Regions from separate parts of the Neogale vison genome. Here region 2 is linked to region 1. The links are chromatin contacts, called in public Hi-C maps. All regions are on one chromosome and are shown on one strand. The core of a region is the stretch at or near the end of the contact, and the rest is flanking DNA. Distances in the headings are between cores, read along the strand shown.

The links. A called contact is a pair of places that touch in the nucleus more often than the background predicts.
Region 2: a contact with region 1 is called in a Hi-C map of muscle, with 7 times the contacts expected there. The contact joins the promoter of WDR17 here to the promoter of SPCS3 in region 1. A contact is called at or near these places in 3 of 3 Hi-C or Micro-C datasets (fibroblasts, muscle and tongue).

What each region holds. Positions count from the first base shown.
Region 1 is chr11:204,762,296-204,768,642 of ASM_NN_V1, forward strand. It overlaps SPCS3 (signal peptidase complex subunit 3), which reads right to left and starts at 3,216. Exons shown (of 5, transcript XM_044225699.1): 1 at 2,969-3,216; 2 at 1,282-1,355. The coding sequence starts at 3,111.
Region 2 is chr11:204,974,477-204,980,823 of ASM_NN_V1, forward strand. WDR17 (WD repeat-containing protein 17) reads right to left here and starts at 2,867. Exons shown (of 30, transcript XM_044225704.1): 1 at 2,795-2,867.

The sequences.
Region 1 (6,347 bases), core at 1,966-4,465:
GTATCATATGTAAATGGCTAAGTCATTTTATTACACGCCTTTATACATACTGACAGCAACATGGTCATTATACTCTGCTTTTAGAATTGAAGTCTAAGAATAGCTCTTTATAAAAACAGGCCCAATTTCAAGTTTTAGAAGCAGCATTAGGAAAAACTACAAATGATGAGATTGAGAATATTTAAGTACAATAATTGAGATGTCAGGAAATTTCACTGTAATTCTCCAGATAAAGTTACTTTACGGAAGAGATCCAAACTCCCTCTTACCAGACTGTTTTAAAATGACACAAAAACTTAAAAGCAGATATACCAAGTTTCCCATAGGCCTCTTCGGACAGTTACACTATCTCCTCACAAAGTACCTAGAGAACTAATTTCTAGTCTACTTCTAAACCCAACACTTTATTTCTAAAAAATCAAGTTAAAGTAATTCCATGGCAGTCAAGAGCCCTATCAGGTAAACTCCCCGGGTTCGTCATCTGCTCCCACTGTTGGAGACAGTGGCTTTACAGAAGTCCGGACAGTGCAATCACCTTAGCCAATTTTAATCCTGAGGTCTTAAAAAAGTAGGTGTGATCAGACGACATGGCAGAGAACAATGCTGCCAACATATTAATCTAAGACCATAAAAGATTAAATTGGCCAAAATGGACAGTTATCAAATGGTGGAAATTCAAAAGAAAAAGATTAAATCATTCCCATTTTAAAGTAACTCTGATAAACGTTAAGATTTCTCTTGACTCTCATTATAAAAGTACTTATTAAAAAAACCATAACGGCAAAATTCTAATATGGTTTGCAAATAATCATACTGATAATGAACTTCTAAACCTTAACAGATGACAATTAACTTTTTTAACATATGTTTCTCTCTGCCATCATGAAATATGGATATATTACTTGGGATTGTACATAAATCAATCTAGGAAGGCTGAGCACTGCTAACAGTTCTCTTTCTATAATCCAATTGACCTGATTCTATTTTTTTCTTTCTGAAATATTCAAACTCTCTTCACGCTTTCAATCTGTTTAACGTTTCTGTGAAAAGTTTTAAAATCTGTTCACAAAATAATAACTGAAGAATCCATAAATAAATTTTCTCAAGTGTGAATGAGGAGATATTAAAACTATTTTACTAATGGAAATATACCTATAGAAACTTCTAAAGTCTGATTGATTCAAGGGATAGTGAGACTACTGTACCTCCCCCAAAATCACTAAACACGTATATCATTATACCAGTACAGAGAAGGCAATAAAATATTTTCTTAAAGGATATCAGCAGTTATATCAAATGTAATGAATCCCAGATCACTTCTTTCTCTAGGTCCAGTGAAGTCTTCTACATTTTTTCTAAAAATAAAGACAAAAGTTTTACCATTCTTCAAACATAACAGCACATACAATGCACACAGTTCCTTACAGTCAAAGACAGGAGCTTGGAGGCACAGGTGGAATGGCAATAAGTAAAACATCAGAGAAACTTACAAGTGGGAAAAGAGGATAAAACTTTTAATCCTGTATAAAATTTAGGTCTGTAGCTACAGCATAAACCTTAAAAGCGAATCCCCAGCAAAATGGGCGGCAGAGTGTGAAAACTGCTGCAAGGGAGTGTGAACGCCTGCTGTCAGTGAGTCTGGTGGCGGCGAAGGTCACAGAGGACTACAGGTGGTGCGGGAAAATTAGGACGAGATGGTAAGTGCTGCTGTATTTACTGAGTGCTTCCTGTGTGTCTGGGAGGGCCAACGGTGAATGTTTCGTAATTATCTCAAATAATCCTCACAACAAGCCTACGCCTTGGGTATTGTTTCTATTCTTAAAAGGAAATTAAGGCCCAGGACGATAAGAAACTTGCTCAAGATTAACAACAGCAAAAAGTGCCGGCGTCTACTTGAATCTAAAACCCAGTAGCCAGCAGGCAGCAGGAGAGGAAAGGTGTGTTGGGCGGGGGGTGGCATCTGCAGGCGGCATTTCACAACAGAGGAGCTCTTCGACGGCTGGCTTGTCGGAGACCCCGACCAAGAACTCTAGGAAACTACGCTGAAGAACGAGTGAACCTGATGCGAGATGGAACAGAGAAGATGTGAGAACCGGGGTGGGGGGGGGGAGAAAGAAAAGAAAAAGGAAAAAAAAAAAACCCACCTACGTATCAAAAAACGTGCCGGCGAACACAAATTATCGAGGCAACATAAAACCGGCATATGGAAATGACAGCGTCATTCTGAAATCCCATTTGGGGCATTTTCGCAGCCGTCTTCTGCCCCGCTGACTCTGAAACCGGCCGCGGCGCCGGCCGCGAGAGCGGGGCTGTCGGAGGCTCCCCGCGCATCGCACCCTCTCCCGCCAACTTCCAAGCGGCTGCGAGTCCGCGCCGCCCCGGAGGAGGCAGCCTCCCCCCCCCGACGAAGAAGGCAGAGCCCCCGAGGGAGGCAGCCCCCCACACCCCCGCGAAGGCGGCCGGGCGAGAACCGCGGAAGACCCGCACGCGGGGCCGAGTCCGGTCTGAGAGGGCAGCGCCGAGGCGCGGCGGCCGGCGGGGCGCGGGGAGCCGGGGCAGCGCGGAGCCGGGGCAGCGCGGAGCCGGGGAGCCGGCCCGGGAGCCGGCGGGCGGGCGGCGGCGCGGCTCTGCTGTTGTGGTGCTCCCTCATTGGCCGGGCGGGGGCGGGGGAAGTGAGGAACAGGAAGGAAGCGGAGGCACCGGCCTGAGGAACACTCAAAATTACAATTTAAGAGCAAGCCCGGGAATTCGCGGCGGAGGGGTGGGAGTTCGAGGGGAAGCCGAGAAGCCCGCGACGTCCACCGGGGCGTCCGTCCTCGGGGGCGCCGGCCGCTGAGGAGCGGCGGGGCGGGGGGAGGGGGTCCCCCGGGGCGGCGCGGACGCCCTGCCCGCGGCGGCCCGGCCTCGGCGCCCACCCCGGCCCGGTCCAGGCGCCCCGCCCCGCCGGCCGGGCCTCCGCCGCACTCACAGCATGATCCGCGAGACGTGCAGCCGCACCGGGACGCTCCTGTCTTTGAAGGCAGTGGTGATGAAGCAGCCGAAGGTGAGCGCCGCCATCACGCTCAGCGAGAAGGCGAACAGCGAGTTCGCCCGCGACAGCACCGTGTTCATCGCGACCGTCTCCCGGGAGCCCCGTTCCGCACGCACACCAGGGACCCCGCTTCGGCCCCGGACCGGCTCCCTGCGATCCGCGCCGCCTGCGCCGCGCGCGTCCCGGGAGCGCGCGCCGCCGCGGCCCCGCCTCCTTTCCGGTCCTCCAACGCCGGCGAGCGCGCGCGCACCCGCCTCCCCAGACACACCCACCCTCCCGGCCTATCGCCGCCACCAATCAGCGACGAGCAGGGAGGGGTGGGGTTTCTCCGCGGAAGGCCCGCCCCCTGCCCGCGCTTCCTCTCCTCCCGGCCCCCTATCTCGCCTACCCCCGTTTCTTGGTGCTTCAGCATGGTGGTCAGCCCCGAGGCTTCTTCAGCGCTACTGTCTTATTAATTTGCACTTAAATCCGGCAGCAAGGCCAGGTAGTTTGGAATGTATTCTGAGGCGTCGCATATGGAAGCGGCACTTCACAAAACTCTTCCCCTTTGTCAAATCTGGTCAAAGTTGGAACAGTTTTTTGGAGGGTATGGGGCAGGGAGAAAGGCCTCCCAGGTCCCCAAAAGCAATTTGCCTTTCCTTTACTTTCCACGTCCAGCCTTAGTCCAGTTCCTACTAATGCTTTGCCTTCCAACTGCAGACTAAACCTATTTTAAAATTGATGCTACCAATTTTGAATATTTGCATTTAATGGGGCATTTCCAATAACTGAAAGAATGGTTTCACTGGGTTTTTAGGATCAAAGGAGATAATTCCTATGGAATTGCTAAACAGCACAATGTAGAAAAGTTTTAAATTAGCAAGCCTTCAACACATGATGGCCTCGCATCTTGGCTTTGCACTCTGGTTGTTTATTCCCCGGGCCCTCCTGCCTCAGACTTACTTTGAATCTGGCCATTCACTCCAATGCCTTTGGTCCTCCTTTGTACTTGACTATTTGCCTGCATGAAAAGGTAGCTCATTTGGTGACTGCTGCCTGCTCCTCATGACATGCCAGACTAGTCCACTGACCATCCTTGAGGGGTATCAGAAATTATACCAGGGACCGTTGGTTCCTGAGGATCTATACCACACTCTCCCAAGGAAAATGAAGATCAAGGGGGCCCTTCCATGTTCCCTAGACAATCAAAGACATCCAGATTTGCTGGGATTCTTCTAATGGTTTAGGCAGTTAATGTCCAACTTCTCTGCTCACATCACCTAGACCCTATGCTTCTAGGAAAGTGAGAGAATGTTAGTGAAGCTTTTGGCATTTTCTTAGTTGAAGAACCCAATTATCCTTGCTCTTTCTGGCCTCCTCCAATTCACTCAGAGATGCATGGTTGAAACTATATCTCGTACATGGCCATGGTAAACATCTGGTCACTGGAGAACCCACATACATCCTGGGCATGCTAGTCCCACCAGAGTAATCAGCCTCAAGGTTGGTTTGGGGAATTACCCCATTATAATACATTCAGACCACTGAAGCTCTAGGATAAGTAAGATCTGAAAATTCAGACCATGCCTGGTGAGGTTTATTTCCTTCCTTAACTCATTTGAATAACCCTTATTCTAGTATATGTGCTGCTGAAGCGAGCACTGAATAACCCTTATTCTAGAAATGTTTCTGATACGCACTGGCAAACAGAGCCAGCTGTATCTGGGATGGAAATAAAAGGGGGAAATAGTTAAGGGAACTGTGTAGAAGGGTTAACATAACAGGTCTGAGACTTCTATCCTTAAGGGTACCTGCTTGCAAGATTTGCCCTTCGGCATCTGCCTCTGAAGACAGGGGCGATGAAGCAGCAGAAGGCGAGTTCCACCTTCACACTCAGCGCTCAGGAAGAAGGCAAAGAGCGAGTTTGCCCACGACAGTACGGTGTTCACTGTCTCCCCCAGGCCCTAGGAAATTGGCAGTAAACAGTTCCCTGCACTGATATAAAACTTTTCCTAAATGATTAAAGTGACTCCCTGCACCGAAACTGTTAATTGAAACAATGTGGTTTATGCCAAACACCTGCTTTCCTTCTGGAAGTTTGGAATGGCAGACAGGGTCTATACAACCCTTCCCAAGTGCAAACCCTTGGCACTGAATCTAATGCTTCCTAGGAATTAAGCACATCCACTGCGATTCCAGCTGGAGAGAAGACTTTGATGCTTCCCTGGTTTCCTCCAGACTTCTTCCTGTGCACATTTTCCCTTTACTGATTTCACTTTGTAATCCTTTTACTGCAATAAACCTTGGCTGTGGGTGTGACTGTATTCTAAGTCCTGTGAGTCTTTACGCAGCAAATCACCAACCTGAAGGGTTCTTAGGGAACCCCAATACAAGGACTATCTCCCGTTTCATAAATTTTAATATAAAAATGGCCTTAAGGATTTCTACCAAAATCTAAGAAAATTTAGCCCATTCTATTCTGTAAGAGGAATAGTATGAGTAGTAACTTTTTTTTTATGCTAAGTCTTATGATTGTGCTCTGTGTTTTGTTCAAGATGGTGTACTGCTTACACATTTTGACCTATCATGCTTTGCATTTATTGTACCTGGTTTTCAGATTCTCTTCTCCTTTCGGTTTCCCGGTGCCTGTGGCAGGCCCTGTATGTGCTCTTAACTTACACGGACACGTCTTGACCTTGAGTTTCTACTTACGCTTGATCTTACCAGTTTTTTGCTTTTACACACGTCCACTGCACAGGATGAGAAGATGTTTTCACTACTTGTTCTTAATCATTGAGCCATTCAGTGTCTTCATCTGCTCATCTGACCTCCCTCTAGAGGGCAAAAATCAGGCAAAATCCGTTATCTCAATCAAGTATATTTTTTGTGTTGATTTATTACTACTTTCGTGCTCCTCATTTATATATGCGAGCTGAGAAGAACTTAAAATCAATTTATAACAGAGAAGGTTAGCGAACTCTGAGTAAAACCAAAAATTGCTTTTTTCTGAGAATTTTAACTACTGAAGATATCTGAAAGGTTAAAAACCCATATGGGACTCTATTATTTCATCTTAGTAACTTACAAAAAAGGAATAAGAAAATACCTGAATTCTTTATATTCTTACTTTGAAAGGTCTATTCTGTAGGGGAAAAAAGTGTTTCAGGAGAATATACTAGATTTCAACTCCTGAATTCTGGTATATATTTAAATTTTTTTATTCTATTACACTTCTGTGAATCCTTACATCAGAAGGAAGTAAATAGTACCATTCAAGTAATGTGAATATACGACTAAAACTGAAATTCTTGAAGCACAAATTCTGCTTCTGTGCTTT
Region 2 (6,347 bases), core at 1,617-4,116, 210 kb after region 1:
CACAGACCTGTACTCCTGGGGCTAATAATATATTGTATTTTAATTTAAAATTTTTTTTAAAAATTTCAGTTTCTGAAAAAAGTTCAGTTCCTGAAAACACACTAAAAGCTATATGACTTCACTCAAATATTTCAGAGTAGATATACAAAATATAAAAGAAAATTAGTCGATTCTACACAGTAGTAGTAAAGTCTGTATATACGGGGACGCCTGGGTGGCTCAGTTGGTTGGACGACTACCTTCGGCTCAGGGCGTGATCCTGGAGTCCCTGGATCGAGTCCCACATCAGGCTCCCAGCTCCATGGGGAGTCTGCTTTGCTCTCTGACCTTCTCCCCTCTCATGCTCTCTCTCACTGTCTCTCTCTCTCAAATAAATAAATAAAATCTTTAAAAAAAAAAAAAAGTCTGTATATACGGCATTGCCACGAATGGGTGAGTAAACTGGTGATTCAGTAATCTGATAAGGTGTCACCTTTCTGGAATATACCAGACTTCAATAAATTCTGGAATATAGGAAGGAAATGTGAATCCTTCAAAACTGCTTGAATTTCATTTTGGTCTTCATTTCAGAGGTTAGGCAAAAAAAGTAGGTAGTCTGGAGAATTTGAACAAATTTTATTGATCGTGATAACCTAATCACTTATGTTGGACTTCAATTAACGACCAGGGTAAAACAAAGAAAAATACAACTATTCCTAATTGTCTCTGAGTGATTTAAAAACCACCACTGGCTCCTCTGTGCCCAAGCTGAGGGCTAGAGGTAGAGGCTAGAGAAAATAACAAAAACATTCCAGCCTTCATAGTCCCTCTACTGGGAGCAGGGGATTTAACAACATTTTTTTCCTAAGCTAAATTAATTTGTGGCTTTCTAATATATGGAATTATTATGTAATGAATGAATAATAAAAAATTTTAGCACACCAATATTTAGTAATAACAAATGAAGAACTTTTAAACTTTTGAGTAAATATACTTGATTTTTTTTCTCCACAGATACCCACAGTTCTTTACATATTTTTATAAATACTAGCACAGGAGGAAAAAATCAAATCAATATAATAACATTCAAAGAGCCATTTTAGTATAAAGTTAACGGAGCTCACTTAAAATACATGTTTTTTATGTTGCATATAAGAAATAAATACAGTGCCCATTATATTTTGGGCTGTTCAGAGGGTACGAATGAATGAATGAATGAAAAAGGATTTTTCTTTCCTCGTGTGCCCTTTGAAACAGACCATTGGTTTATTCCAGTTGAGAAGACATCTCAAGAGCTCTTAATGCAATGACTTAAAACTAGCATTTGTGCCATCAAACTCTAAACAATACAGTAAAGTATTTACTATTTCCCAAAATTTTGAGTTAACTACAATTTTTCATAGTCACTTAATTTCTACTTTAATTTTAGATCACAGAACAGTAAAGACTGTCAGACCACTTGGCTCAGATTCCTGCCTTCACACAGATAAGACATAACTATGCCCATTTTCTTGCATACTTAAGCCAGTGAGACAGAATCTCAAAAGGACATTTAAAAAGTGCTTTTTTGGGTGCCTGGGTGGCTCAGTGAGTTAAGCCGCTGCCTTCGCCTCAGGTCATGATCTCGGGGTTCTGGGATCGAGTCCAGGGAGCCTGCTTCCCTCTATCTCCCTCTCTGCCTGCCTCTCCATCTGCTTGTGATCTCTCTCTGTCAAATAAATAAAATCTTTAAAAAAAAAAAAAAGTGCTTTTTCCATAGTGGTTGTAATCACCATAAGCCCAGCATCAGCTCCCCCCAAGCAGGGTAGTGAGAATATCCCAAACCTGTTGTGTTGTATTATAATCACGGGGAGATTATTCTCTCACTATTGATGAGACCATTCCTGGAGACACATCTGTGAGAGAGAGACAGGGATACCTAAAAAGAATTTTATAAATTCCCCGAATTTTAAACTTTAAATTTAAATTCTCTACAGAATTTACTCTGTAGAGAAAACCTAAAGGTTTTTTAAGTAACCTGAGGTTACTTAAACTATTCAAGAAGGACTTCTAACTTTGGTTATAAAAACTGGGAGGGAAAACGCGTTCCTCTCAGGGGTGTTCCTGAAATGGTCAGTGCAAGATTCAGAAACGGTCACTCTCTCTTCAAGCCCTCGTTCCAGACTGCAATCAATCAATCAGCCAGGAGAAGTTACAAACACAAGTGGTACACAAAGTGATCACTACATCTCATTCACATCCATTGCTTTTAAAAGAGTAAAAGTCATCTTAAATTTGGCTCCTTTTAATATTTGCAGGCAAAAATCTGGGAGGGTGTGGAAAAACAGGAAAGACTGTATTTTTTATGATTTACCAAACACTATGCCTCTCACATTCAATACTGTCCTTTTCCGGTACACACTTCCGTCTCACTCAAAGCCTTCTTGGTACAACCTAGTAAGACCATCTCCCAGAGGGTGGGAAATCTACACACAGGTGCCCGGCGGGCATACAGTCCAGACTCCGGACATGCATATACTTAATAACCTTAAAAATCAGAATAATGATCAGTTCATACCGCAGGGGCAGCTCAGGTGTCCAGACACACGCTGGCTGCTGCTTGTGCCTCGTGATCATCAGGTGCGTGACCCTAAAACTCCGGGGAGTCACGCATCAAGCTGTCGTGCGCAAAGCCCGGGAGGGCGTGCAGCACGCGGCTCTGCTATCCTCACGGGCGCGGTGACACGCCCGCTCCCGCGACGCCACGCCGCCTCCAAGACCCCTCTTCACGCCTGCGCCAGCCCCCCTTTCCCCCGGCGCCCCGCGGGCCCCTTACCTGGAGAAGGCGGCGACCGCAGCTGCGAACAGCGGGAGGTGCTGAAGCGGGCGCGGCGGCGGCGCGAGCACCGCCCGAGCGCTCCCCAGCCTCCCCCGCGGCGTGCCTCGGGCTCCGGGGGCGGGGCGGCGGGACCGCGGGTTCCGTGGGGCGGGGAGGCGACTCCTCGCGCGGGACCGAGCGCCCGGCTCTCCTGGGCCCGCCCCCGCGGGGCACGTGACAGACACGCCGGTCCCTGATTGGAGCGCCCGGCTGGGAGGCGGTGGCGACTCCCGACCCGCGGAGACGGTGTGTGCGGGAGCTTGGTTACCTGGCAACGGGGAGTCTGCGCGGAGGACGCGGTTCCCGGGCATTGGGCGGGGCTGCTGCGGAGTTTACGGGAGGCCCAAAGTGAAGGAAAGCGGCGAGCCACCAGCGCTCTCGCAACCGGACAGTTGCCACATCCTGCGTCTGCACTTCGCAGGAGAGGGAGTCAAGTCCGCAGTAACTCAGGGCGTCTCCTGGAGCGGCGCGCAGAGGGCGGCGAGCCTCGGCGGAGGCCAGGCTGCCCCGCTCTGTGGCTGTCATCCCCTGAACCGCTATGAGTGCCCGGGGCTGATGCTCTCGCGCTTCATAGTGGTCTGAATGGGCTCAGCTCGCTGGGAGACCCCTTGGAGGCAACCATTTGTCTTTATTAGTGGAGTTATATGCAGTTAATATACCTGCCTTCAGTGTGTGCAGAACATTTTCCTTGTGGAAATCTGGTGCGGTGGAAATGCTGGGTACTGTATTCATAATTTCTTCAAATCTCTGAAGTGTCTTCACTGCTCACAGCCCTTATCAAAACACTGGCGACAACAAGCCTTCATGCATTCCGGGACAAAGTGTATTTAAGAACATTCATTGAGCTTTAATGCTAGGTTAGACTCTGGATTGTTGATAAATTAATTCCTCCGGCCAGGGAAATTCTCTGGGCATAATCCCTACCCACCTGTGCCATAAGATTTTTCTCCTCTTTTTTTCCAGAGTATCCTCTGCAGACCATACCCTACCACAGCACTTAATATTCTATTTTGCAAATTAAAATTTACTTAAAAGTTGCCTCTCCACATAGTACACTTGCTTGAAAACTGGAATCCATTCTCACAGCTCATGCCTACATTCTTTTTTTTTTTTAATCCTATTTATTTGACAGAGATCAGAAGTACGCAGAGCAGCCGGCAGATAGAAAGGAGGAAGCAGGCTCCCCACCAAGCAGAGAGCCCAATGCTGGGCTCCATTCCAGGACCCTGAGATCATGACCAGAGCTGAAGGCAGAAGCTTAACCCACTGAGCCACCCAAGTGCCCCTCACGCCTGCATTCTAACAACGTGCTTGGTGAGTAGCAGATCTTTAATAACTGATGAGTGGATGGATGGATGGATAAATAAATTAGCACATGACATAACAGTGAAAGTAGAGAGGGCAGCAACTAAGTATAAGTCAAGGTAGGTTCTGAAATACAGTTGTGTAAAAGTCCTATGAGAGGATTCCAGGTGAGGGAGGGAGAAATTTTCTCCCAGTGTATTCAGAGAAACTTTCAATAAGAGTGATGTTTGAGGATGCCTGCTTCTCCTTCTCCCTCTCTTCCTTGTTCATGCTTGCTCTCTCTCTCTCTCTCTCTCTCTCTCAAGTAAGTAAATAAAATCTTAAAACAAGAGTGATATTTTGAACAGGAACGAATAAATAAATAGGTTTCACTTGAAGGAGAAGGGGAGCAGACATGTGGAGCAGAGACAGTATGGCCCAAAGCACAAAATGGGGGAAACACATGACCCATTTAACAAGGCAACTTCTTTGCCTTGTCTGGAGGAGGGGAGACTGCGTGTCTAAAGATAAGAGGGAAGAAAGAAGTTGGTAAAAAGATTAAACTGGAAAAATAAGAAAACTAGATTGAGGAAGATATTGGACTTCCTGTTTAGGTTAGACTTTAACCCCTAAAATCAGGGCTTGAGGAAGGATATCCTGGAAATGTTGGAGGTAAAAGGGGTACAGAGAAATGAAAAGCATGGTGGATTAGGAGAAAATGCAGTCGTTCATGAAAAAGATGCTAATGGCCTGAATTAAGACAACAAAAATAAGAATGAGGAAGAGAGAAATTTTAGGGAACATTTTGGGGAGAATAGACTAACATTTTCATTTACCACTGATATTTGCCAGGCGCAGTGCTAAATAGTCGGTAATACACATGAAGAGAAAGACTTGTCAAGACAAAATGTCTAGCTTGGCCCTTTAGTTGGATAGAAAAGTCTTTTACATCTCATTTATTCAAAATTGCTCCAGCCCTCCAGTTAGGAATCATGAAAGTAAATGGAACATTAAAAAGTATCTGGTTATGAATTCACAGTTTAAAGATGAAGGTGCTGAGGCCTGGAAAGCCATAGAAGTTGTCAAGCCCAGACAGCTATGTTAGTAGCAGAACTGAGGTCATGAGCCCCGATTCCCAGCTGAGTTCGCTTCTCCCTTTTATGTGACCTGGTTCATTGGTTTTAAAAGGGAAATTCAGGGGCTCCTGGGTGGCTCAGTCTGTTAAGCATCTGCCTTTTGCTCAGGTCAGGATCCCAGAGTCCTGGGATCAAGCCCCTCTGTAGGCTCCCTGCTCAGCAGGGAGTCTGCTTCTCCCTCTGTCCCTCTACCTGTTCCTGCTCTGTGTCTCACTTCCTCTGTCACAAATAAATAAAAATCTTCTAAAAAATAGATAAAATAAAAGGGTACTTTAAACAATCACAAATATAGTTAGATCAAGAACCCAGAGAAACAATATAACGTAATTCCTAAGGGAAAGATCTCTTTACTCTGATTTTCATTCTTTATTCAACAAATATTTAATGTGATGTTCTCATCACACAGTGAAAAAAGTTGTCAGTCACTCTGGCTGACTGGTAGTTTCAGGGCAATCCTTAGTTCATTTAACACTTAGAGTATACAGAGTTCTTCAGGATGAAATTTAAAGCACAATAATTAGGGGAATCTAATAAGTCTGGTCAATTCATTTTCAAGGTGAGGTGTGGTCTTTGAGGGCAGTGGCTTTGAAAAGGTAGTCAGTGCTATTTAATGTGGCAAGTGTCTTTTGAGTGGGTGTTCTTTTTTTTTTTTTAAGATTTTATTTATTTAGGACAGAGACAGCAAGAGAGGGAGCACAAGCAGAGGGAGCTGGAGAGGGAGAAGCAGCCTCCTAACCAGAGAGCCTGATGTGGGGCCTGATCCCAGGACACTGGGATCATGACCTGAGCCAAAGGCAGACGCTCAACAACTGAGCCACCCTGGTGCCCCTTTAATGGATATTCTAAATAAAAAACCAACAGGAAAGACTTTATACACTTAAATTTTTAGAAAAGTAAGCCAAAATGCTTTAGATTCACTTTTTAATAAAAAGCCCTTTCACGCTATTTTTTTTTTATTTTTATTTTTTTATTTTTTTTTTAAAGATTTTATTTATTCATTTGAGAGAGAGAGACAGTGAGAGAGAGCATGAGCGAGGAGAAGGTCAGAGAGCGAAGCAGACTCCCCATGGAGCTGGGAGCCCGATGTGGGA